5 separate regions of the Mus musculus genome follow, and all the other regions are linked to region 2. A link is a contact called in public ChIA-PET data. All regions are on one chromosome and are shown on one strand. The core of a region is the stretch at or near the end of the contact, and the rest is flanking DNA. Distances in the headings are between cores, read along the strand shown. Region 1 holds the start of Tnfrsf9 (tumor necrosis factor receptor superfamily, member 9). Region 2 overlaps Rere (arginine glutamic acid dipeptide (RE) repeats). Region 3 holds the start of Errfi1 (ERBB receptor feedback inhibitor 1). Region 4 holds the start of Rere (arginine glutamic acid dipeptide (RE) repeats). Region 5 overlaps Tnfrsf9 (tumor necrosis factor receptor superfamily, member 9).

Region 1 (4,635 bases), core at 1,265-3,764, 360 kb before region 2:
GGATGCTGACGCCTGCTTTGACCAGCTGAGCTGCTTCTTTAGCCTCTGCAGCTCTAGCCTCCATGCATGCATTAGCTTAAGGCCTAGGGAAGGACCGGTCACAGCTCAGTCATACTGTTAGTGTGCCGGCCATTTGGGCTATTAGTCATCTTCTGTCCTAACCGTGGGAGCGTGGGGAATCCCCTGAATGTACAGATAACTTAAGGGTCATCTAGACTGTTTCATATCTGTGGTCCTGGTTTTGGAAGCTCGGTATAGCCTGGCCTTTCAGATCATACAGATCACCATGCTGTTAACCACCTCCAATCCCCAGACTTCTGGATGGAAAGACAGGTCACCCCGTGTGCTTAACATTCCTGGTTTCCCTATTGATCTGTGGGCACTAGGGCCTCGTGAGGTGAGATGAGGTGAGGTGAGGTACGTTTGAAGATCCGTGTATCGCCTGAGCATCTGTAGCTGAGCCTGGGTAGCACAGGCTGTCCTTGACCTTGCAGCCCTCCTGCCCTCCTCCTAAGTGTGGGGTTTGAATCAGAATGGCCCCGTGGGCTCACAGATTTGAATGCTTAGTCATCAAGGAGTGGAACTATTTGAAAGGATTAAAAGGATGATCAGGAAAAAAAAAAAAAAAGAGTTCGAGGCCAGCCTGGTCTACAGAGTGAGTTCCAGGACAACCAGGGATACACAGAGAAACCCTGTCTCGAAAAAACAAAAACAAACAAACAAAAAACAAACAAAAAAAGGGTGATCAGATGTGGCCTTGTTGGAGGAAGTCTCAGTCAGTCTCTCTCTCTCTCTCTCTCTCTCTCTCTCTCTCTCTCTCTCTCTCTCTCTCTCATTCTGTCGGTGTCTGTTTGTCTCTGTCTGTCTGTCTGTCTGTCTTGTTTGTTCCCCACCCCCCAGATCAAGATACAGTTCTCAGTTCCTTCTCCAGTACCATACCTGCAGGCTGCCATGCTTGCCACCATGATGATAATGGAGTGAACCTCTGAAACTGTAAGCCAGCCCCCAATTAAATGCTTTCTTCCTTGATCATGGTGTCTCTTTATAGCACTAGAGCGGTGACTAAGACACTTGGCTTCCTGAGTGCTGGAATTACAGGCATGAGCCACCACACCTGGTTTGAATCTTACACCTAACCTCATAGCCGTTCAGAACTGTGGTTACCATTCTAATGTGGGAGGAAGAAAAAACTGTGTGACTGCAGGCCAATGTTCCAACTTCTGCACCCCCTCTTCATCGCCATGACAACCACAGATGCCACTAGTGTGGAACCAGTGAGCCATGGGACAGGATGTGGTGGGGGTAAGGAGCAGGGAGCCTTGAGACCAGGGGAGCAGGCCTGGAACAAGAGTGGGGTTGAGGGGTGTCCAAACCCCGGAAATCTTGTCCTGAGATCGGCACGAGTAGGATCACCCCTACTTGCCCTGGCCCGCGACTTGCCTTGGGCCTGCACGTCCCAGTACGCATAGCCCTGTCCCTTCACCTTTGCTCCTCTGGAGGAAGTCCTGTAGCCCTGAAGCCAGGCAAACTTCCTCTCTCCTTATAAAGTCACATGCAGTAGCACATGGAATTCCTCCTTACACAAATGAGGCATCCTGACCCTGGCCAGTGATGTATGCTCACCTCAATAATAGCCCCTAGTCACCCCGCAAAGGTTAAGTAAATAAAAGCTTCCCCACCCCCATTAAAATGAATTGTCTCACTGAAGCCTGTCTCCTGAGACTCTGTTCTCCCAGAGCTCGCCGCCTCTGGTCTCTTTACTCCCAGAGCTCGCCGCCTCTGGTCTCTTTACTCCCAGAGCTCGCCGCCTCTGGTCTCTTTACTCTCAACTGTTCCTGCTTCACCTCCCCCTTAGGATCCACAGGTTGTAGTCGGAGGCTGACTGTGCTGCTATGGGCAAAGAAGTGGGGCCTGAAGGACAGCTGGCACCTCAATGTGGGACACGGACACAACCAGGACATCTGAGAAGAAGGTGAGTACCCACACATACCAGGGGGCATCCATCAGCCCCACCAGATCCTGCCTCCTCCTCATGAGGACTGGCAGTCTGGTTTTGCCTACCATCTTGTATTTTCTTTTTATTATGTCACCTTCTGGCTATGGTTACTCCTTGGCATTGGTAGAAGGTTCCCAGCCCCCTGCCCACATGTCAGCCAAAGCCGGTATCTTTATCGCTCCTTGAAAAACAAAACAAAACACAGTTACACAGTGACCACTTATGCATCCTCAGGATGGTCATTGGTTTCTCTGAAATTTGCAGGCAGGCTCAAGTCCTGGCTGCACAGGAAAGATTCTCTTTGACCTGGGCAATTCCAAACCTTTCCTATCACGGGAAATACCTCATCTCATCAAAAGGAGTCCCAAATCAGAGGGCTAAGAGCCCTCAAGACCAAAGGCACAAAACTTACCCAAAGGTGAAGAAGAATAGTGGCAGCTGGAACTCAGAACCCCTGACCCAGGGTCCCTGTCAGCTCTCTGTGCTGAGGGCTGCCTGCAGCACCTGAATTTCAGGAAGGATGGGCGGGCCGGTGGGTGGGGTTTTGCTGCTGCAGTGTCACAGCCTGGCCCAGAACTTATGACTTTTCTTCTTTGATTGGCTTTTGTCCAGTAGCAGAAGTAACTAATTATTAATGGTCCCTTTGTGGGGGAAAAATTGGGGGGAACTAAAAACTTCTAATAGAAAACCAAACACAATCAGAGCATAAAGTACTAAGCCAATGCTGTTTAGATTTCCAACGGTATTAGTCATTCACTATATGGACGATATCCTTGTGTGGGGACACTCATCCCCCTCCCTGTCCCGATCATTAATACCTTGTCTTCCCTAGGATTCAAAATGTCTCCTCCCAAAATCCAGCTTAGTCCACCCATCACATTCTTGGGAACAGAAATTTCCCTCACTTCAATATGCCTTCTCAAACCCACCGTTTCCTTCCCTCAAACCTTAACTCTCACCCCCCTCCAAAGCTTTTGGGAAAACCCATCACCAAGGCCCCCTCAGTATTTACTGACAGAGGAACGAGGGGAGCCACAGCAATAATGTACTGCTCTCCCAGGGATGAGCCCACATTATTCCATTCCAGAGAGCTGTCCCACCACTCCCCCAATGAAAGGAACCATACACAATTTCTTTAGCTCTCAAAGACGTCAATGGGCTCTTTAATCTTTTCTCAGTGTATATGCTGCTGTTAATTTGCTTCCATGGTTCTCAAGAGCCTTTTAAAATTAGATGCTAACCCACTATTCCCCCCACACCCCATACATGTCTCCATCCTCTTACAGGGAAAAGCCCCTCCCCTCTCCATCCAGCATGTCAGAGCTCACAGTCCCCTGGCAGGTCTAATATCTGAGGGAGGTGCTCTCCCTGATTGTAAGGTCTGTACAGGACAGGAAGGAGTGTTCACAGCCTCCACTTTATTGTTTTATTTCTTAACAACCCTAGGTTCCCTTCCTGTCAGCTGGTTGCTTGCTTGGTCTCTTGACCTATGGTTGACTTTATTTAATCCTGTTTACAATATTCAAGCTCTTGGATTAAAGGTGTGTGTGCTAAGGCTGAGCCACACCACAACTAAAAACAGGTTTTTCCAGTAAATAACACAATCTCTGGGTTCACAGTGTGATCAAATATCCTGCAACACTGCAGCCCAAATGGGAGAACGTTCAAAAAGATGACTTCACCACATTCTCTCCACCTTTGCCTTCATGAGAATTCCTCAACAGATAAAAACTATCTCTCAATTACTAGCTCCCAATTCAAGACCTTCTGCTCACAGTGAGAGATAACCATCATATGGGGATTCCTTACAATCCTCAGAGCCAAGGTATCATAGAAAGAATGCATCAAACTCTAAAATCCCAACTTTAAAAGCAAAAAAAAATCTCCTACCTCCCTAACATGCCATTAGCAATGGCCCTGGCTACTCTAAATATATTTAATATTTACAAAGTCTCCCAACACCCTCCTATATCCATCCACTGACACACACCAGGACTAACTCCTCCCATCCTGGTATGACTGTGTGTTCCCTTAGACAGAATATGGAAGGTACCTGACCCTCTCCTCATGATTGGACAAGGTTTGTGTCTTTCCATGAGACCTGCCCAGGCCTATCTGTATCCTAGACAGAAATGTCTGATAGATACCACTGCACCAACCAAGAAGATGGCCTGTTTCTCCCTGATGGGTCAAGGACTGAGGAGGAAAAGGAGGTGCCACTCCCGAGGAAACAGAATGTCCTGGAAGGACATCCATGACCTGGTAGCTGCACAGGCCTCTCTCTCCTCCACTCTAACAGTTGTTTTTGCGATTCTCCATTCTAACTCGGCTACCACCCAGCCCCTCCCTGATCTTCCCAACACCCACCACTGGAGAATTTTTGTTAGAGAAACCTATTGTAGATACAACAGAGTTTCAGGAACAGGAGATTGTCCTCCAACAGTGCCAGGAGCCTTTGCTCCTTCTGGTCTGGGTTCATCAAGTCTCTGAAACACACATCAGCAACCCTGCTGAAGTCACTACCAGCCAGGTTCTGCCTCAGTACCAAACCAGTCCCAACCTAGAGGCAGGGCTCTGAAGATTTCTCCCCGTTACAAAACAAGGGGGGGCGGGGGGGGGGGAGAAAGCCATGAGACCAG
Region 2 (4,628 bases), core at 2,091-4,590:
TACTCCTTCACAGGCTGTCTCCTAGCAAATGAACATTACTCTATTTCCCATTCAAGGACCACATACCTAGTAGGAAAATGACTACATGTCGGGTGGTGTAAGTAACAGCTGAGTCCTCCCACCTACCTTTACCTATGACTCTCTGAGTTAAGTTAGATGACTGTGTTGAGCACAGCAAAGTCCTTTGCTTCAGGGTACTGGCCCAGTCAAGTCAGAGGCTAGGTAAACAGCAGATCAACAGGTGCAAAGATTCAGCTGACTAAATACATCTTGCCAATTATTGGCTACACAGCTACGTTCAAATTAAAAATAACCTGGCACTAATAACAGAACACAAACAGCCATTCTTTCCCTGTGGTATCATTCAAGAATCTCCATACAAATGCTCCAGAACGTGGTTCAGAAACATGCTGTTAAAGGTTCAGCTTTCATTAACAAAGTTGATCTCAGCACAGAGCAAAGGTGTATAAAATAAAAAGAACTGTAGCTTGGCTGTTAAAGCGCAAAGGAGAAAAGTCATTTCAGTGAGAAAGCCCTTTGTAAAACCTGTTTTAAAAGGGGTGGGGGGTGGAGGGTGGAGGGCTGAGTATGAAGCCCTGGATCCATTCCCCATCAGGAGCAGCAGCACAGGCCAGTGCTAGGAAAGGAAATGCTGACGGATCACAAGTTGATGGGTAGGTACCCTCAGCTACATAGGAAATTCAAGAACAGTCTGAGCTACAAGAGGTTATATCTCAAAAATATGTGTTCATAAGTGTTTACATTATAAAATTATATTTATGTAAGTATATATATATATTTATATTGCATACACATATATACTGTTTATATATTCTGTGTGTGTGTGTGTGTGTGTGTGTGTGTATATACCAGTGGCTTACAATAACAAGACGCCCAAGCACCAAATGGTCACCTTTGTGGAGCTATATAACTGTACTAGCACAGCTCTGGGCAACAACGACCCATATTCATACAGACATATGATCTCAAATCAAATACACTATATCTGTAAGCCACTGAGACGTCTCCTGACTTCCCAGATCAGGAAAAGGCACCACAGGCTCACTGTAATCCCTGGTAGGGACTTTATTTTCCCTTTATATGATATTAGCCTGAGTTCCTCACTGAGTTCAGCTAAGATATCACCGACCAAAGCAAAGAAAACCAGCTGGGCATGGTAGTTCACATCTTTAGCCCCAGAACTGGAGAGGCAGAGGCAGGCTGATCTCTGTAAGTTCAAAGCCAGTCTGTCTGGTGTACATGGTACATTCCAGACCATCCAGGGCTACGTAGTGAGATCCTACTCAAAGAAGAAAAAAAACCCATAAAACAAGATTATGAGGGCTGGTGAGATGGCTCAGTGGGTAAGAGCACCCGACTGCTCTTCCAAAGGTCCGGAGTTCAAATCCCAGCAACCACATGGTGGCCCACAACCATCCGTAACGAGATTTGACTCCCTCTTCTGGAGTGTCTGAAGACAGGTACAGTGTACTTACATATAATAAATAAATAAATAAATCTTTAAAAACAAAACAAAACAAGATTATGAGCCCAAAGGGAAGGAAAGTCAATGTCTTTTTAAGAAATGCAGTCCAGTGGAGCTAAGAAGCACTTCCATCAAAGGCAGACCTCAGTCACCAGTAAGCTTCCTGTCAACCAGCAGTCACTGTCTCCTACCCACCACAGGCACTGTGTTTGCTCACTCTGCCCCCGTGAATGATGGCTATCACACTCAGGCAAGTCCCTAAAGGGAGGCTTCTAGATAGAAAGCTGGTATGAGCCAATCACAAGGCTGCCCTGCTGGTTTCTGTTCAGAACAACAGTGCTCCCATGATACCTCACTTTTGCTAAAAATATTGATACTGAGGGAACATGAACACAGCTGTGTGTAAATCACACACACAAACAGATCAGCTCTATCTGCTTAAAAGGGATACAAACACACTACTAATGCATTTGCATTCACAGTTGGACACACTGAGCTGCAAGCTGAGACTTTTCTGCCCCCTCCTCCCTTCTGATGCAGAACATGGTTCCCTGCACTTGTTTGTTGGAGAAGGTATCTGAGGTTAGGAAGGAGATACTGTCATAAGAGCTGTGGAGTTTCATTTTGGCAGGAAAATCCATCTTGCTAGAGTGACTTTAGTTAGGAGCAGGGGGCACCCATTACTTCTGGCATTTTGCTGGTGAAGGCAAGACAGCTGTTCAAGGCTAGGCTAGCTACACTGAAAGATTATCTCAAAAAAGAAAAGTGGAGGTAATGTGGGGGATGGGAGAAAAGGCAGCATGGGCAGAAGCAGAAAGTGGGGAGCCTGGGCGTGTTCAGAAAGAACAATCAGAAGCCCTGTCTTCTATAATAGGCTCACACAGACACATATTGTGCTCACACAGACACATATTGTGCTCACACAGACACATATTGTGCTCACACAGACACATACTGTGCTCACACAGACACATACTGTGCACACGCTTGAAAGAGACCCACCAGCTGGGCAGTGGTGGTGCACACCTTTAAACCCAGCACTTGGGAGGCAGAGGCAGGCAGATTTCTGAGTTCCAGGCCAGCCTGGTCTACAGAGTGAGTTCCAGGACAGCCAGGGCTACACAGAGAAACCCTGTCTCGAAGGAAAAAAAAAAAAAAAAGGAGAGAGAAAAAAAAGAAAGCAATAAAGGAAGAAGTTCCAATAACAATATGTGGACACAACAAGGACCTAATTTTATTCTTTTCTGTGTGTATGTGTGATAAAAATCCTCCAATTAACTTCCTTCTTTTATCTTTTCGCAACGTCGTTCCTATAAACCGAGAGGGGGAGGGGAAGAGAGATCCATTTCTAAGGCTTGGTTTACGGTGCTTACAGTTTCACCAATAAATCATCTCCCAATCTGGGCTTGGAAAAGCACTGGCCACGGTTTGATTGCTCCAGCCCCAGGTTGCCAGGCAACCAGCACAAGGGGGAAGTCTGAGAAGAGCTGACAGATAGCCAAGTGGCTGAAACAACAGACTTCTCTCTGTCACAAATGTGTTTCAGAGCACTACTTGCCCACCTCCTGCTCTCTGCTAAACACGACATGACTGTAAAATCAAAATCAAAAGGCCCCTGTAATAAAAACATACTTCCTGCCCAATTACCAATTGTTAAAATGCTGTGGGGAGGCCCAGATCACACAGTGTACTGCAACAGAAATGTGATACTGTAAACGAGATGAAGTCGCAGCGTTTGAGAAACCTGAGCTAAATGCGGCCTTGTCATTTCAAGTCAGGGGACCTGGTGCGCAGAGGAAATCAGCAGCCAGAGAAGCACCGGAAGGAGAACAGCGACTGATGGAGGAGGACGTTAAAGGAACAACCCAGACAACTACGTTACAGGGGAAGTCACAACTGCTTGATAAAAACCAAGAAACTCTTCAACTGTTCACTGTGGCTTAGAGACAACAAGAGTGTCCTTCCTCTTCAGGGTTGATCAAGGACCTCCTGGAAGCCACACGTGCTGGTGGTTCCAACTGGACTCCCAAATGCTTAACTGTGACCTGGATTATCAGAATGCATTCTATTCTTAGGATAATGTTGATTTGACCAGTTTGAGACACAAGAGTCTAAGGAAGCATGCGCAGCCCCTAGGGTCTGTGTCCTAAGCCAGCACACACGGCGCCCACAGGTATAATAAGTACCAACTCTGAGGCCATGGCATTGAACCTGACATCTTGAATGTTCCAGAAACAAGGGGCAATTCTTAATCTGTTTTATGCCATAGATACTTTGTCATTCTGGCCAACCTAAGTCTCCTAAAAAACAGTTTGTGTTTGCCTAAATACATGGGACTTCAGAGGGAGCCAGTGATAATGAAATTCCATCACTAAAACATTTTTAAAGTTTATTTTTATGTATATTAAGTGTTTGCCTGCATGTATGTAGTGCACTGCATTTGTGCAGTCCCTGAGAAGGCCAGAAGATGGTGTCATATACCTTAGAACTAGACTTACAGGCTCCTGTCCACAGCAATGTGGGTACTGGGAACTGAAGCCAGGGCCTCTTGAGAGTGGCCAAGTCTTACCAGCAAGACATTTCTCCAGCTCCACCTAAACATTTTTTCCTTTTTTTTCTTTTTTGATTTTTCTAGACAGGGTTTCTCTGTGTAGCCTTGGGTGTCCTGGAACTCACTTTGTAGACCAAGCTGGCCTCAAACTCAGAAATCTGCCTGCCTCTGCCTCCTAAGTACTGGGATTAAAGGCGTGCGCCACCACGCCCGGCACCTGAACATTTTAAAAGGTGTGCTGGAGTGGTGTGTGTGCTACATTAACAATAAAGAGCAAAACTACCTGAGGGTCTGCTATAGGGAAGAGGTGGTGGTGTGCATTTTTTTTCAGTGTGAGCTCACAACATGGGCTTCAGAGTACAAGGGCAGAAGTATTCTATCAAAGCAATGTCAGCCAGTTCATGCTTGGGCGCCCAGGATGACCCTCTCTTTATACTACCAACCCATATCCTACCAGGTCTCCAGGACTCTCCTGGGGACCAGACTGATGATTCAAATAGTTCTTAGGGAATCCATTTCCAAACCCTCAGCTTTCGTAGGATTCATCTGTCAGAGAGGGCCGGTATCTACCTTTCCTTCTCATCTCTATTT
Region 3 (4,730 bases), core at 1,057-3,556, 300 kb before region 2:
AAGCTAGTAATTTATAGTTTAGACCCTGAAGTTCACCAGTTTTATCCACATCAAGTTTAAACTGTGGGAATGATGCCAGAATACCACAGGTGGATGGTTTTTATCTAGTTACTGTTCATTAGCTTTCCCATGTCCTGGCCAAATGTCTGCAAAGGATGCTATCTACGTGCATCTGGATGGTGAGGCACCAGTTCATATTTATGGAGATTAGGAGCAGAGCTGCTTCTCTGGTAGAGGGAGCCAGGGACATTCAAATTCCTAGAATTACCCTGGGCACCACCTTTCCCTCCTCTGCTTGCCTTTCCAAAGCAACCTGATGTAGGTATGCTGACAATCAGGTCAGTTGCAAGCTGGTGTGGTGCACCTGTAATTTAGGGAACTTGCTTTTAAAAGCTACTATTAGTATGAGCTGAAAGGCAGTATTCATCTAGTACAGCTTTGGAGAAGTGGCAATAAAGACTCAGTTTCATAAAACATAAAACACCTAGAGACTACGACATAATTAAGTCATACAAAAGGCTCACCAGTATCTACTATGAACCCAAAGTAGGAAATCCAACTCATTAAAAAACAATAATTCTACCTCTCAAAAATATGAGAAATCCAGACATTTCATAGCAGCTATTAACAAGGAACAACAGATTTTCTTTCCAAACCTTATCAGTTCTTGGACCAATCCTGTTAAGCCTTAAAATGTAAACCATGCTTTCCTGCATGTATTTAATCAACATGAACTATATTCAAGGCTGTGTAAAATAAGAGCTGTTCAGGGCATTTTCCAGCCCTTAAGGAGTTTACCATCTGATTTATTTGCCAAGATACAGATTTACAGTTTGAGATTTTTACCACTGATCAGCAAATGTCCACCAGTGCACAGGAGAGGGAGTGAAGGCCATGACAGAGTGCCCAGCCTTTTTAAACATCTTCATGTATTTCCTCTCAAACCTGATAATATCCGCCAGAGTTGACAGGTTAGTACGAAACCAGCTTATTCCTTACAAAATTTGCTCTTTTACTGATAAAGGTATTTAGATTATCTTTGGTCTCTATTTTGGTAAAATCTCTCTTAAAATCTCCATGTTTCAAGAAAAAAAAAAATTTAAAGGCAAGAGCCACCACAGTGAACTCAAAAATGTCCCAGTCTTAATAGATGCATATTCACTATACCTGTATAGACTTAAGGAAGTGTAAAACTGTAGAACTTTTCTTTTTTCTTTTTTTTTCCAGGATGAAAAAAAAAAAAAAGGCAATTTATACCTCACCTTTCTTCACCCCTGACAGTTGCCTGGAAACCAGTCCTGCCCTACCTGTGCTACAGGTGTACCTCCCGTCACATCTCTTTTAAAGCTACAGTCTCTATTCTTACTACACTTAAGTTTATGACTAACAATCTATTCACATTTTTATCAGGTAGGAGACTGGTTTCTTTCAAGCAATGATGAAATCCTAATAAAGACTGAGGAAGCACCCATCCAGCACCACCAATCACGATTAATTTGAACAAAGATAGGATATACGTATAAAAACAGGATACTGCCAAGGAGCCTTGGCGTTTGAACAGTTCTGTCTGCATTTTCACTCCTTTAATATATAAGTCATTTAAGGCAAAGAATCATGTTTCTGGAGAGGAAAAGGCCACGGAACAACTCGGATGAATTAAAACAAATATTTTTTTTTAAAGGGGAATGACCTTCGTCGCCGAGTCTCACCGAGACTCAAGACTGGTACCAACCAGGGACTAGCAATCTCCGAGCCCACCCGCGACAGCTTCTCGCAGAAGCTTTCCGGGCCGGACCGACGGGTGCGCGGGGTGAGAGGGAAGATGGAGGGGGCCGCAGCAGTTCCACCGCATCCCTGGGCCGCAGCTGCACCGGGAAGACCGTGGAGCCGCCGCTCCGGAGCCCCAGGCTGTGGAGACGTGTCGTGTGCGCGCCGGTGCATGGCCCCGGCGAGAAGCCGAGGGCGCCCGCGGCCCGCCGCTCCTCACGCACCCCGGCCCATCCCGGGAAGCGGAGTGCCGGAGGCTCCGGCTCCAGCCCACCGCCCGTCCGCCCGCCCTCCGCGCCCCGGCCCCACGTCTCCCGACGCCCGCCAGGCCCCTTACCCCAAGGGAGCGGGACCCCGCGGCGCCCTCCCGCGCATGTCCGTCCCGGCTGGCTCAGCGCCGCGGGCTTAGGGGCCCGAGCATCGCGCAGGCGCCTCGCCGCTCTCTTGCCCTCGCTCTTTCTCTCTGCTCGCTCGCAGGCTATGCTCGCGCTCGCTCGCTCGCACAGCTCACGCTCCGCGCCTCGCACTCGGCCGCCGACGCCGGCGCAGCCGACGCCCGTATTTATACGGTGAGCGACAACGTGACGTCAACGCCCGCAGCCCCGCCTCCTTCACGCAGCCAATCCGGGCGGGCGGACGCTTAAAGGGGCGATGCCGCTACCGAAGAGTTTGCGTGGGGCCCGCCGGGCGGCGCTAGCAGCCTCGTCTCCTGAGGGGACGTTTCTATTTGGGCCGCCTCTGTGCGAGCTGCCTAGCCTAAGGACACCGAGTTTTCCTTAGAAGGTTGTGAGCGGCCCTGTTTCCATCCCCGGGGAGGGAAGTGACGCTGAGATGCACTTGGATCCAAGAAACTCAGGGAGCGGGAGAAAATGGGGATTGGAGAGGAGAGGGGCACCCCGAGGTGTATATATGTGTGTGTGTGTGTATGTATGTATGTATGTATGTATGTATGTATGTATGTATGTATGTATGTATGTATATCGAGGGATGGTCGAGGGATGGCGAGGAGAGTGATGAAGAACGGAGGGGGACGGTGAGGAACAACGAGGGACTGCTGTGATGATGCGAGAGAGATGAAGGGCGCTACAACCAGGGATGGATGACCATGAAGAAAGTGGTCTCTGGGAAAGAGGGCAGCGGACTGAGGGGCAGTAAGGGACAAAATGCGTCTGAAGACAGGAAGGGGCAGGGAGTGTCTGGCTAAGGACAATAAGGGATGGAGGGGCAGTGAGGAGCAGTGTGAGGCACTGCGGGACTTATAGAGAACCTCACTAATTGATCTAGGTAGTTAAGGGACGGTGTGGGAAAGGAAGGGACAGAATGGAAAGGTGAGGGGCAGCGCAGAAAGGTGAAGGACAAAGGGGACTGGGCAGTGGGCCATGCTGTGTGGGCAGGATCAGGGAGGCCTCACTCCAGGCTCCTCTGTACTTGGCTTGGCCTCCAGCAAGGCTAGGCTGATCCCGGGCACCTCCCCCAAACCTGCCCCCAGCCCTCTTGGCTTACCTGTCAAAGTGCTGTTCTCCATGTCTTTTGGCCCCAGGGTGGCCGCTGATGCCCAAGGACAAAACGCCATCAAGTCTACAGGGAGGAGGGTTCGTGGGGCAGAAATCCGGTGATGCAACTTAGGTTTATAGTTTAACCGTAAAATAAATAATACAATGATAAACCAGAGTAGTTCAAGAAAAAAGGCAAACAGACAGAAGCCCTCCAGTTTGGACTAGTACAAATTCCTCTTAATGGCACTCCACAGAGTAGAGAGCGCAGACCTATGGCTGACCTCTGTGGTCCGCACACAGAGCCCTTCCTGCACTGCAGCAAGAATGCCTGATAGTTATAGGCTTAGCACCACCTAATTGAGCCAGTTTAACATATGGAATGAGGTGCTGGCCTCATTATCTGGTTAACTATTAACTTTGTGCCCCACGAACCAAGTTGCTTCTTCCAGTATTGACTTGATTTTTTTTTTTAATTGAACTCAAAGGCCTTAACTTTAAACTCAAGGCCTGATGCACTGGATTTTTAAAAAGAAAAGAAAACTCTAAAGTCTTGCTTTGCCCACTCTCAGCGGCAGGCTACCAGGATGTTAGAAGGTTCCTCCCCTCTTTCTGATGGTCCCTACTGGCCTGTAGGGGCTGCTGGGTTGCTTCCACACCCACGCTCCTAGCAATTCAATTCTCCCATCTTTTCTTATGGCCATTCTCTTAGTAGTATTTTAATCTTATGGAAATTGGTCATTGCCACATTGTCTATTTATTATTTACTATTTATTAACATTTATTATTTACTTGTTTAAGTTTTGGTGGGTTTTAAGACAGTTTTACTCTGTAGCCCAAGCGGGCCTACAACTCACTCTACACAGCTCAGGTTAACCTCAAGCTTGGTCATCCTTTGGGCTCCAGTGTATTGAGATTTACAGGCATGAAGTCAACACGGCCAGCTTGACTCGGTTTTGTTGAAAGTCACAGAAAATCCTCTTGCCCCCCACCTTTGCTATTCCTGTTTTATCTGTATGCTATGTAAATAGCCTCCCTGTCCCTCCTTGTGTGTGTGTGTGTGTCCTCCCCTCCGTGTGTGTGTCTATGTGTCCTCCCTCCGTGTGTGTGTGTGTGTGCATGTATGTATGTGCATGTGTGTCCTTCCCTCCATGTATGTAATGTGTATGTGCCTATTTGTATGTGCATATATGTGTGTGTATGTGCATGTATGTATATGTGTATATGCTTGTTTGTATGTGTGTGTGTGTGTGTGTGTGTGTGTAAGATCTCCCTCAGAACAAGCCCTCACAGTAGAGCATTTACTATATGGGAATTCAGTGAGGTCCAGTTTCATCGGAGAAGAGCCCTAGTTACTCTGATTTCCAGTTGCCACAATGCAGTTGTAATGTGTGCTCTAGCCTTATTAGCATGCTTTTATATTCCCCTATTCACAAAACAGTGATAATCTCCACAGCAACCGCGGGATAC
Region 4 (4,220 bases), core at 588-3,087, 270 kb after region 2:
GAAAGCAGAGAGTGCAAGACCACCATGACAGAGTTGATCTTTACACAGATGGAAAAGAGCAAGCAGCAGAAAGCAGGGCTGCAAAGGCAGGGAGGGAAACAGGAGTCTTCTGAAAGCGTTCCACAGTGTCCTTTAGTGTCCCATGTACTCATCTGCCTTGCAAGGTTGCAAAAAAAAAAAAAAAGGCAGATGTGAAATGGGTGAAAGAAAACTGAACAAGAAAAGCACCTTCCCATCCCCCATCTCCTCTCATCCCTCCCCAAAAGAGCCGTGTTTGTCTGTGCAAACCTAGCCCCAAATATGGGAGAGAGAGAATGGATATCTGTATGGAAGAACAATGAGCCCTCTGCCTGGTTGTGTGTGTGTGTGTGTGTGTGTGTGTGTGGTGTGTCTGTGTCTCTGTGTGTGTCTGCTTCTGCCTCTGCCTCTTCCCTTCGACCTCAACAACAGAGAAAACTGGAAGGCAGGCTTTCACCCAGACTAGGCCATCAAAATCAAAAACGGTTTGCAATTTAGAGTGGAATTAACTCAGCAAGCAAATCCATGGAAGGAAATATCTCGCCAAAGATGATTTTATTATTGTATAGATAATCCTCTCCCTCCCCTCCCCCATCAGACTGAGACTAAAGAAACCAGTGTACACCAGACAAAAAGGTCTCTCTTTAAATGGAAAGCAATTATAAAAGCTATTTGAAATCTAACCTAGGATGTATTATTCATTTGAGCTGCACTAAATGTCTGTTTTGTAATCCACCAAGCTCACACTCACTAGTTAATCTGTTTTGTTTTGTTTAGTCTTAAGAATTGCTTTGCAGAAGGCTATTTCAAGATTCATACAAAACTACTTTTTCAGAGCCACCTTAAAATAGCAGCACATACTGAAACATTTAAAGCACCCAGTTTCTCAAGGGCACATTCTGCTGAAATCAATGTTTGAAGTCTGTAATCAAAAAAAAAAAAAAAAGTAAGCAAACCTTGGAAAAGAGACAGAGGATAATGACTATTCAACAATGAATCATTTTATTTTCATTTCAACAACTTCTCAAGCGAACAGTTTCAAAGGAAACCTGCAATACTCCCTCAACACAACACACACCCCATTCGATGTAAAACTACCTTCTTCCCATAACCCTAAAAAAATATAAAGAAAGAAAGAAGGCACCCTCCTTCAGACAGCAGAACTTAAAATCATGACAGAATTCTACGCCGCTCCAAGTGGTATTTGGTTCCCTAATTTTGGAATCACAGAGCCTGAGAAGAGAGACACAAAGGAGGAGTCTTCCTCCTAATGTGAAATGAGACTTTAATGAGTCCGTTCCCAGACCCCCACATTCACAAATATCCAAGAAATGCACAGCTTCGGGTCCTTCCCTCTCACAGTTGAGCTGCTCAGCTAGTGGCGTGTAACAGTTTAACCTCAGACTAGTTCCAGAGCGTGCCTAAGAAGCCAAGAGAGAGCAGGGGTCAAGAAGCACGTAGTACAGTCACCTGGCTCGCACAGGACCAAAGGCAGCGTCCGGCCCATGGTTCCCCGAGGGCTCGCCTCCACTCTCACCCTTCGCATTCCGCCTCGGCTTTCCCGGCCGAGCCCCACCGCCCACCCAGAGCACTCCGACCCCAGAAAGAGGGGCCGAGGAGGGGCGCCCGCGGCGCGGCGCTGACAACTTGGACACTTACCTTCCCCTCGGGCGCTACACCATCAATGAGAGGGGTGGCGGCCGGGCTCCGGGGAAAGTGCAGGGACCGGGAGGGAGGCCGCGGGGGCCGGCGGCGGACCGAGGGCGGTGGGCGCGGGGCCGAAGGGGCCGGCCCGCGGGGATGCGACACCGGGGGGCTGCGGGGCTTCCCTGCCGGGACTTCGACCTCCTCGGGTGGGCCAAGCCTTCAGCAGTGGGAGCCCAGGACCATGTCTGGTTTTGTGGATTTTTTTTTCCCAGAGGGCGAGTGGCTCCCACCGGAGGATGGTAGGGTTTTTTTTTTTTTTTCCTACCCCTCAACTAGGAGAGAAAATGAGGCGGAAACAAGGTGGGGAGCGCGTGAGGGGACGAGGCGCGGGGAAGGAGGCGGGGACCGAGGCCCGGCGGGGCGAGAGGCTGCGGAGCGCGGGGGGCGGCTCGCGAGCGTCTGTGGGAGCAGCGGCACCTCCGCGATGGTGGCGGAGCCGCGGGGCTGCTGCGCCGACCCGCCGCCCACTCCGCGCTCGGGCCCGGCCCACCTCGCAGTATCGACCATCACCATTGGTCTGTCTCTTCGTGACGTCAGTAGAGGACGGGCCAATAGGAGGCGGAAGGCGGGCCTGGGGGCGGGATGTTTGCTCCAGCTCGCTCTTCCATTTTCTTTTTTTTTTTTTTTTTTCTTTTTTTCCTCCTTTTTTTTCTTCTCTCTCTCTTTTTTTTTTTTTTTCTTCCTTTTTAATAAAATGAGCAGAAGGCAAGGCAAGGGGAGAGGCCAGGCTTTGGTGGCGGCGCGGCCGAGCCCTTAGTGCACGCTCCGGGCGGCGGCCGGAACCTGGGAGATGGGCTCCCCGCCCCAGGCGCGGCTTTGTGCTTGGTCCGCCCTGCTCGGCCACAGGCAGAGCTCCCAGCGGCCAGCCCTGTACTGACCCTCGGGATGGTCTACCTCAAGCGGGTCGGTCTTAGGGGTGGGCTTGGCGACTGTCCCCTTGCTCTTATTATTACCAGAGCCATAATTGCTTATTTCATTTAAGAGACAGATTCCTATTCCTTGAGGTTCAAGGGGAGCTACAGAGTGGATTCGAAGTTATTTGTTCTGATGGGTAGTTCATAATGTTTTAAAAATAATGTTTGACCGAAACTGAAGTGAAAAAAAAAAAAGAAAAGAAAATGTGAATTGGTGAATTGTGCTGCTTATTGATGAGAATAATAAAAGGCCTCATTAAGTAATAAAGAACAGGGCTCAACTGCTCTTTGCAGAAGACCCCACTTCGGTTACCAGCACCCACATCAGGCTGCTAAAGCTGCCTGTAACTACAGCTCTGAGAAATCCAACACTCCTCTAGCCTCCATGTGCACAAACCTACACACACACACACACACATATGACTTTAAAAAAAAATAGTAATAAAGAACAGACCATTACGACGGAGAGTCTTTTAAAGAGAGCAGTAGCTGTGCCCTGTTGGGGGAGGGGAGGCGTAGACTAGTTTCACCAAGGCCTGGTGGCTCTTACCTGTTATCTTAACACTAGAGAGCCAGAGGCAAGAAGATCTTAATTAAAGGTTAAGGCCCACCTGGTCTACAGTGTGAGTTGCAGGCCAGTCAGAGCTACATTTGGAAACTCTGTCTTAAAAATGCCAACAAAAAAGGAAAGGAAAATCCAAGTATCACCTTTAAAAAATATTACTATATTCCCACTATGCTCAAAGACATTATCACCATGTGTACCACATACTATAAGCCTGAGCCAGGGCAAGCCAATGCTCCCATTCTACTTAATATAATTTATAGGATCGTGGGGTTTGGAATTTTAATTATAATTACCAGTTTTTGAAATGCATATCATGTTTATTGAGTTCTTTCACAGACTCTGGCATGAGTCCAGGGCGAATCATCAGCCTATTGTTAGTTTGTTAATATTCTGTAAATGCTTATTGGTGTCCTTAAACCATACACTCTTCTCAGAGGAGTTAAGGTCTGTATATAATAGAATAATTAAAGGATAGAGCTTGGCTTAAAATAATTCACCCATCTATTTCAAATAGAGGGATAATTTTCTCTTTGGAGTGTCTATTCAGATTATAATTCCCACATCCAAAAGTTCCTTTTAAAAATAATTTCAACTAGCAGATGTCATTGAACTGTACGGCCCAAGAGATCTGAAAGGAAATGGGGTCTTTTTTTAATTTAACATTTTTTTTCTTCATAAGGGGTATATGCATGCTACAGTGATCCCAGGAAGGCTTTTGGGGGTCTTGGGTCTCTCTAGTCCACTCTCCACGGACTCCAGGTTTGCAGTTCAGGCAGTTAAGCTTGGCAGTAAGAGCCTTTTTACCTGCTGAGTCTCCAAGGCCCACAACTAAGCCTTACCACTTACTACCTTTCAACAAGAAAAAACTCTTCCCTTTCAAATAAAATGAGAACTTGGGAATAAAGAGCTGGCTCGATGTCTAATAATGTTTGCTGCTTGCTCTCCCAGAGGTCTGAAGTGCAATTCCCAGCATCCATGCAGGGCAGCTCACAAGTGCAGCAACGTCAGCCGCT
Region 5 (4,823 bases), core at 1,578-4,077, 380 kb before region 2:
TCCGTATACAAAGACAACAGCAGGCCCTCCTCCAAGGAAGCTTAGAGCCGAACCCCTGGGAGTGGCCTCAGGGAAAGTCTGAGAAGGTTTACATTAGACTCCATGTCTCCTAACGTGAAGGATCCAATGCAGGATCCCTAAGGCAACCAGGAAGAGCTCAGTTAGAGAAGATACGACCGGCCCAGTTGCAGATGCTAAGATAAGAATGTAAAGTAGCCTCATCGAAAACGTCCAACAAGCAACAAGCAACACATCAGAAACACAAGGGCAACGAGTAGACAGAGAGCTACATGCCGCGGTGAACGGCCAGACTCCCAGCTGCTTGGCAGGTGAGGTAGGATGCTGCTTGAGGTCAGGGGTTCCAGACCAGAAGGGACAACAGCGTGAGACCCCGAGAGAGAATGGAAAGGAACCCAGTGGCTATTTTAAAACTGAAAAATTATGATAATTGAAAATTTAGGAAATCGATGACTATCTTCACAATGGAATGAGGGGAGTGGAGCAGGAAATGTCATTATTTGATCCACGGACGGACGGACAGACAGACGGGTGGACAGACAGAGCCTCAAGGACAGGTGGGGTCTCTGATGAGAGAGCCGAGCTGACATCACTGGAGCGCGGCGGGCGGGAGAAGGGAAACAGGGCTGGATGGTTTAAAAGGCATTTGGAGGAATAATGGCTGAATCGCCATCACCCGCCTCAGAGCTGGGAAAAGGCAAAATCTGCAAGTTCTAGAAGCTGGACCTCAAACCAGAGGGGTCCAGGGATCCACACCACGTCGCAGTCAGAGCTCTGAAGACAAAAGGCAGAGAAAAGTCTTGAGAGCAGCGAGAGACGCCGGCCATGCCGGCCATGCTACTTACGGGGAAACCCACTGGGATAACAGCGGATCTCTTATCAGAATCCTGGAGGCCAGCAGGAAGTGCCTCCCACCACACAGAAGGGGAAATGTTACCCTATTTACAGATGACATTGTGGTCTACACAGAAAACCCCAAGGACTCTGCAAAACACCCCCCTTGACCATGGGGGTGTGTTCATGAGAGAGACGGGATAGAAGCCAGTTTCACAAGCACACCGCTTCTACACATAATGAACACATGATCTAAGGCCCTATGTCATGTCCAGTTGTCTAAAGAAAAGAGGGGGTGGGACTGGAGTGCTGGACACTGCTGGCTCACACCTTTAATCCCAGTAGATCTCTGATTTTAAGGCCAGCCTGTCTACATAGTCCCAGGACAGTCTGGGTTACACAGAGAAACTCTGTCTCAAAAACAAACAAACAAACAAAAATTCCAAGAGCCTGGAGAAATGGCTCAATGGCTAAGAGCACTGACTGCTCTTCCAGAGGTCCTGAGTTCAATTCCCAGCACCCACATCTCACCCACAGCTCACAACCATCTGTAATAGATTTGATGCCCTCTTCTGGTGTTTTGAAGACAGCAACAGTGTACTCACATACAGAAAATAAACAGTTCTCTAAGAACAAAAGCAAACAAAACAAACAAAGGAATGGGGCTGGAGAGATGTTCAGTGGCCAAGAGGGCTTGCTGTTCTTGCAGAGGACCTGAGTTCAGTTCCCAGCACCCAGGTCAGAGAGCTCACAATCTCCTACTCCAGGGTGTCTGCCTCCAATACACACAGCATTCACTTACACAGGCATATATATATATATATATGTATATATATATATATATATATATATATACACATAGAAAAGCTTTAGAAAAGGATTTTTAAGAAGACAGAGGCGATAGTTCAGTGACTAAAGTGCTGGCCACCTACTTATGAGGATGTGAGTTCGGATCCCTAGAATCCCACAAAATGACCACGTGAGCATGGCAGCCTGGCTGTAATCCCAGACTTGGGGGGTAGAGAGAGGAGACCAGATCCTCAGAGCAAGATGGCTAGCAAGCCCAGCCATATAGGTGAGCTCTGAGTTTGATTGACAGATCCCACTTCCATGAAAAAGATGAAAGAAAAAAATCAAAGATGATTCCTGACACCAAAATAGGGCGTCCACGTGCACATTCTCCCACACAGGTATGCCCAGATGTGTGCAAAAATACACACACACACACACACACACACACATGCACGCGCGTGCTCGCGCGCGCGCGCTAAGAAGGGGGGCAGTAAATACTCAGGCCCAAATCTTAAAAAATAAAAATAAAAAAAGGCATATTGGACTTATATATTGTAAATTATAAAATATCGGTAAGGAAAGAGGAAGTGTAAATGGAGAGCCATACTAGGTTCATGGAGAGGGACAGCTAGCGGGAAGATCCGCAGATTTCACGACACCTCCATCAGAGTACCAGCTGCCTTTCTGTAGACACAGATAAGAATCTCATAAAGTTTACACGGAACTATAAAAGAAACAGAATAAACAGCTAAAACAAACCTGAACAGGTAAGATGGGGCGGGGAGGGTCCTCTACTCTCTACCCAGTTTTGAGACTGATATTATCATCACAGTAATCAAGACTCGATGGTGCAGGAATAGACACACAGCTGTAACAGAAGACTCCGCCCCCTCACAAGAACTGCCAATAATCAGGGACTCCACCCCCTCATGAGCACAGAGCCAATAAAAATGTGGGTAGACAGAGAAGGGAGACTGTTTCTTTGAGTAACACTGGAATATGGCAAGCACAGCTCCCTAGCCCCAAAAAGAAAAAGTCTCGACCTTAAGTTCTGACACTTTATAGCTAGCTAACTTATAGCTTTAAATGTCAAACACAAAAGTGTAAAACGTAGACACTACCACTGGGGAAAGTCTCAACCCTTCCGACCCAGGACGTAGGGAGGGGTTCTTAGATGTGGGCTGGCGAGGTAGCTGGGCGAAAAGCACCTGCTGCTGAAGCTTGAAGGCTTGCGTTTAATCCCTGTGAACCATGTGGTAGAAGGAGAGCACCTACTCCCACGGGGACTCCTCTGACCTACACACATGCACTTGCATGTGACTGCCCACACACACCCGTGCCCCCACATGCATTCCACCATGCACACACATCCATAGCCCCCACACGCACGCACTCATGCCTCATTACACCTCCTCCTCTCATACATCCACCACACTCTCTCTCTCTCTCTCTCTCTCTCTCTCTCTCTCTCGGGGAGGGAGAGACATAAAACTATTTTTCCTTTAGGAAAAAAAAAAAGTCAGTGCTCTATTTACATGTACACCTACACACCAGAAGAGGGCATAAGATCCCATTACAGGTGGCTGTCAGACACCATGTGGTGGCTGGGAATTGAACTCAGGACCTCTGGAAGAACGGTCAGTGCTCTCAGCCAGAGGAGCCATCTCTCCAGCTCCATTAAGAAAATATTTTGAAGCCAAATCCAGTGGTGAGACCAGCATTCCTATGGCAAGATGGATGAGAGGCAAAGACAGGGGTGGGGAATGGGGGTGGGGCCGGGGATGGAGACTCAGTGCTAGCTAGTCTACATTGCTTGGTGGATACAAGAGAGACTCAGCCAAGTGGAGGAGAGAATCTCCCTTTGCAGGTGGTCTTCTGATCTCAGCACACACACAAAGTAAACAAAAGCAAACTCAGAAACATCTGACTCTCTGGGTGCATTTATCTTAAGAGACACAAAAACTTACCCTCACATGAAACCTACCCATAAGCATCCATAGATTTAGGGGTGGGTTGTTGTTGTTTTTGTTTGGTTTGGGTTGATTGTTTTACATGTAAGAGTAAAATATCACAGGGCTGGAGAGCTGGCTCAGTAGTTGAGCACTCGCTGCTCCTGCAAAGGACCCTAGATCAGTTCCCAGCACCCACACAGAGGAGCCACACAGTGACATATCACTGCCTGTAAGTCCAGTTCCAGAGGGTCTGGCCTCCACATGTCCCTGCGTGCATTTTATACAATAAAACTCATGCAATTGTTTTTGTAACAAATTAATTGTAACACATTAAATAATAAATATACTTTTTAAACAACTAGGAGTTAAAATGGAAAATAGATGAGGGGGCTGCCAGAGAAAGGGGGACAGGAGTAGGGGCTGAGGAGAGCCAGCGGGGGCCAAGACCTTGCTTGTGGATAGTCTGGGGGCATTTTGTTTGCTTGATTGTTGTTGAGTCTTGTGATCTAGGGCCATGAGCCTCCTGCTTCAGTCTCTCTCATGCCGGGGCTCCAGATCTGCACCCCACGCCCCACTTTACAAGCTGCCTGGTTCAGTTATGTTACATGAATCTACACAGCTAATGAAGTGACTGACAGCTATGTGTGTTCACACCATCATTGTCCTGGCCTCGTGGTGACCTTAGGGTCTCACGGATGCCATGTGACGCTATCCTGCTCTTTGTGACTTTCTGTGAATGTGTAATTATATAAAAACTAAAAGGGTTTTAAAGCTTTTTATAAAATTGCAGGTCAGTCATTACTAATTAATACCTTTGAAGACATGTTCATAGAAACCTTGTTGGCTCTCTGGGAGTGGGGTGTGATGAGGATTTTTTTGGTAGTTTAGAGGGCTGCGCCGGAAAGAAGCCTGGGCAGGAGAGAGAACGACCAAAGAAAAGGAACAGACATCTACAGCTGGGGACATGCACGGTGTCCCCTTCATTGATAAGGAAAGGGCAGGTGGCCCGGCAGGAAGACTTCTCAGCGTAAGAAATCCAAACAGCCAATCAAATGTAAAAAGGCAAAAGGCAGCTAACTTCAACCATCATCAAGGAAATGTAAATTCAAAACACAACGAGCTCCTCTTCCCCACCCACCAGACAGATAAAAATAGCGCTGCCCCGTTCACACGGAAGCGGAGCAAGTGGAGAACTCGAAGCTCTCTGAAGAGGCATCCAGTACAGTC

What was found. ChIA-PET counts read pairs in DNA pulled down with a chosen protein or histone mark.
Region 1: an RNA polymerase II ChIA-PET map of memory CD8 T cells shows a contact between it and region 2, with 135 read pairs. The contact joins the promoter of Tnfrsf9 here to the enhancer-like site in region 2. A contact is called at or near these places in 3 of 39 promoter capture datasets (the C10 cell line, liver and neutrophils), 3 of 115 datasets of contacts at active chromatin or transcription factors (effector CD8 T cells, memory CD8 T cells and pancreatic cancer cells) and 1 of 9 other capture datasets (adipose tissue).
Region 3: a contact with region 2 is called in an RNA polymerase II ChIA-PET map of memory CD8 T cells, with 527 read pairs. The contact joins the promoter of Errfi1 here to the enhancer-like site in region 2. A contact is called at or near these places in 1 of 39 promoter capture datasets (hippocampal neurons), 1 of 484 Hi-C or Micro-C datasets (uterus), 4 of 115 datasets of contacts at active chromatin or transcription factors (astrocytes, bone marrow-derived macrophages, memory CD8 T cells and 1 more) and 2 of 9 other capture datasets (adipose tissue and liver).
Region 4: an RNA polymerase II ChIA-PET map of memory CD8 T cells shows a contact between it and region 2, with 257 read pairs. The contact joins the promoter of Rere here to the enhancer-like site in region 2. A contact is called at or near these places in 12 of 39 promoter capture datasets (the C10 cell line, the HPC-7 cell line, cranial neural crest and 7 more), 3 of 484 Hi-C or Micro-C datasets (the HPC-7 cell line, cerebral cortex and nephron progenitors), 16 of 115 datasets of contacts at active chromatin or transcription factors (bone marrow-derived macrophages, effector CD8 T cells, embryonic basal ganglia and 12 more) and 4 of 9 other capture datasets (adipose tissue, liver, macrophages and 1 more).
Region 5: a contact with region 2 is called in an RNA polymerase II ChIA-PET map of memory CD8 T cells, with 20 read pairs. The contact joins two enhancer-like sites. A contact is called at or near these places in 2 of 115 datasets of contacts at active chromatin or transcription factors (memory CD8 T cells and regulatory T cells).

Annotation. Positions count from the first base shown.
Region 1 is chr4:150,918,034-150,922,668 of GRCm38.p6, reverse strand. It overlaps Tnfrsf9 (tumor necrosis factor receptor superfamily, member 9), which reads right to left and starts at 2,514. Exons shown (of 8, transcript NM_011612.2): 1 at 2,409-2,514.
Region 2 is chr4:150,555,308-150,559,935 of GRCm38.p6, reverse strand. All of the region lies in intron 11 of Rere (arginine glutamic acid dipeptide (RE) repeats), which reads right to left. Among named protein-coding and RNA genes, the nearest start is that of Gm52709, 90 kb to the right of the region's middle. Within about 2 kb of position 3,340, at least 225 of the 459 cell types and tissues checked have an H3K27ac peak or open chromatin away from gene starts, as enhancers often do. A contact at or near this core is called in the HPC-7 cell line, adipose tissue, astrocytes and 16 more, where this site is marked.
Region 3 is chr4:150,852,646-150,857,375 of GRCm38.p6, reverse strand. Errfi1 (ERBB receptor feedback inhibitor 1) reads right to left here and starts at 2,306. Exons shown (of 4, transcript NM_133753.2): 1 at 2,105-2,306. It overlaps 1700045H11Rik (RIKEN cDNA 1700045H11 gene), which reads left to right and starts at 2,427. Exons shown (of 4, transcript NR_040649.1): 1 at 2,427-2,550; 2 at 4,717-4,730.
Region 4 is chr4:150,279,533-150,283,752 of GRCm38.p6, reverse strand. It overlaps Rere (arginine glutamic acid dipeptide (RE) repeats), which reads right to left and starts at 1,837. Exons shown (of 23, transcript NM_001085492.1): 1 at 1,678-1,837.
Region 5 is chr4:150,938,150-150,942,972 of GRCm38.p6, reverse strand. The region is part of intron 7 of Tnfrsf9 (tumor necrosis factor receptor superfamily, member 9); the gene reads right to left. Among named protein-coding and RNA genes, the nearest start is that of Tnfrsf9, 20 kb to the right of the region's middle. Within about 2 kb of position 2,827, at least 37 of the 459 cell types and tissues checked have an H3K27ac peak or open chromatin away from gene starts, as enhancers often do. A contact at or near this core is called in memory CD8 T cells and regulatory T cells, where this site is marked.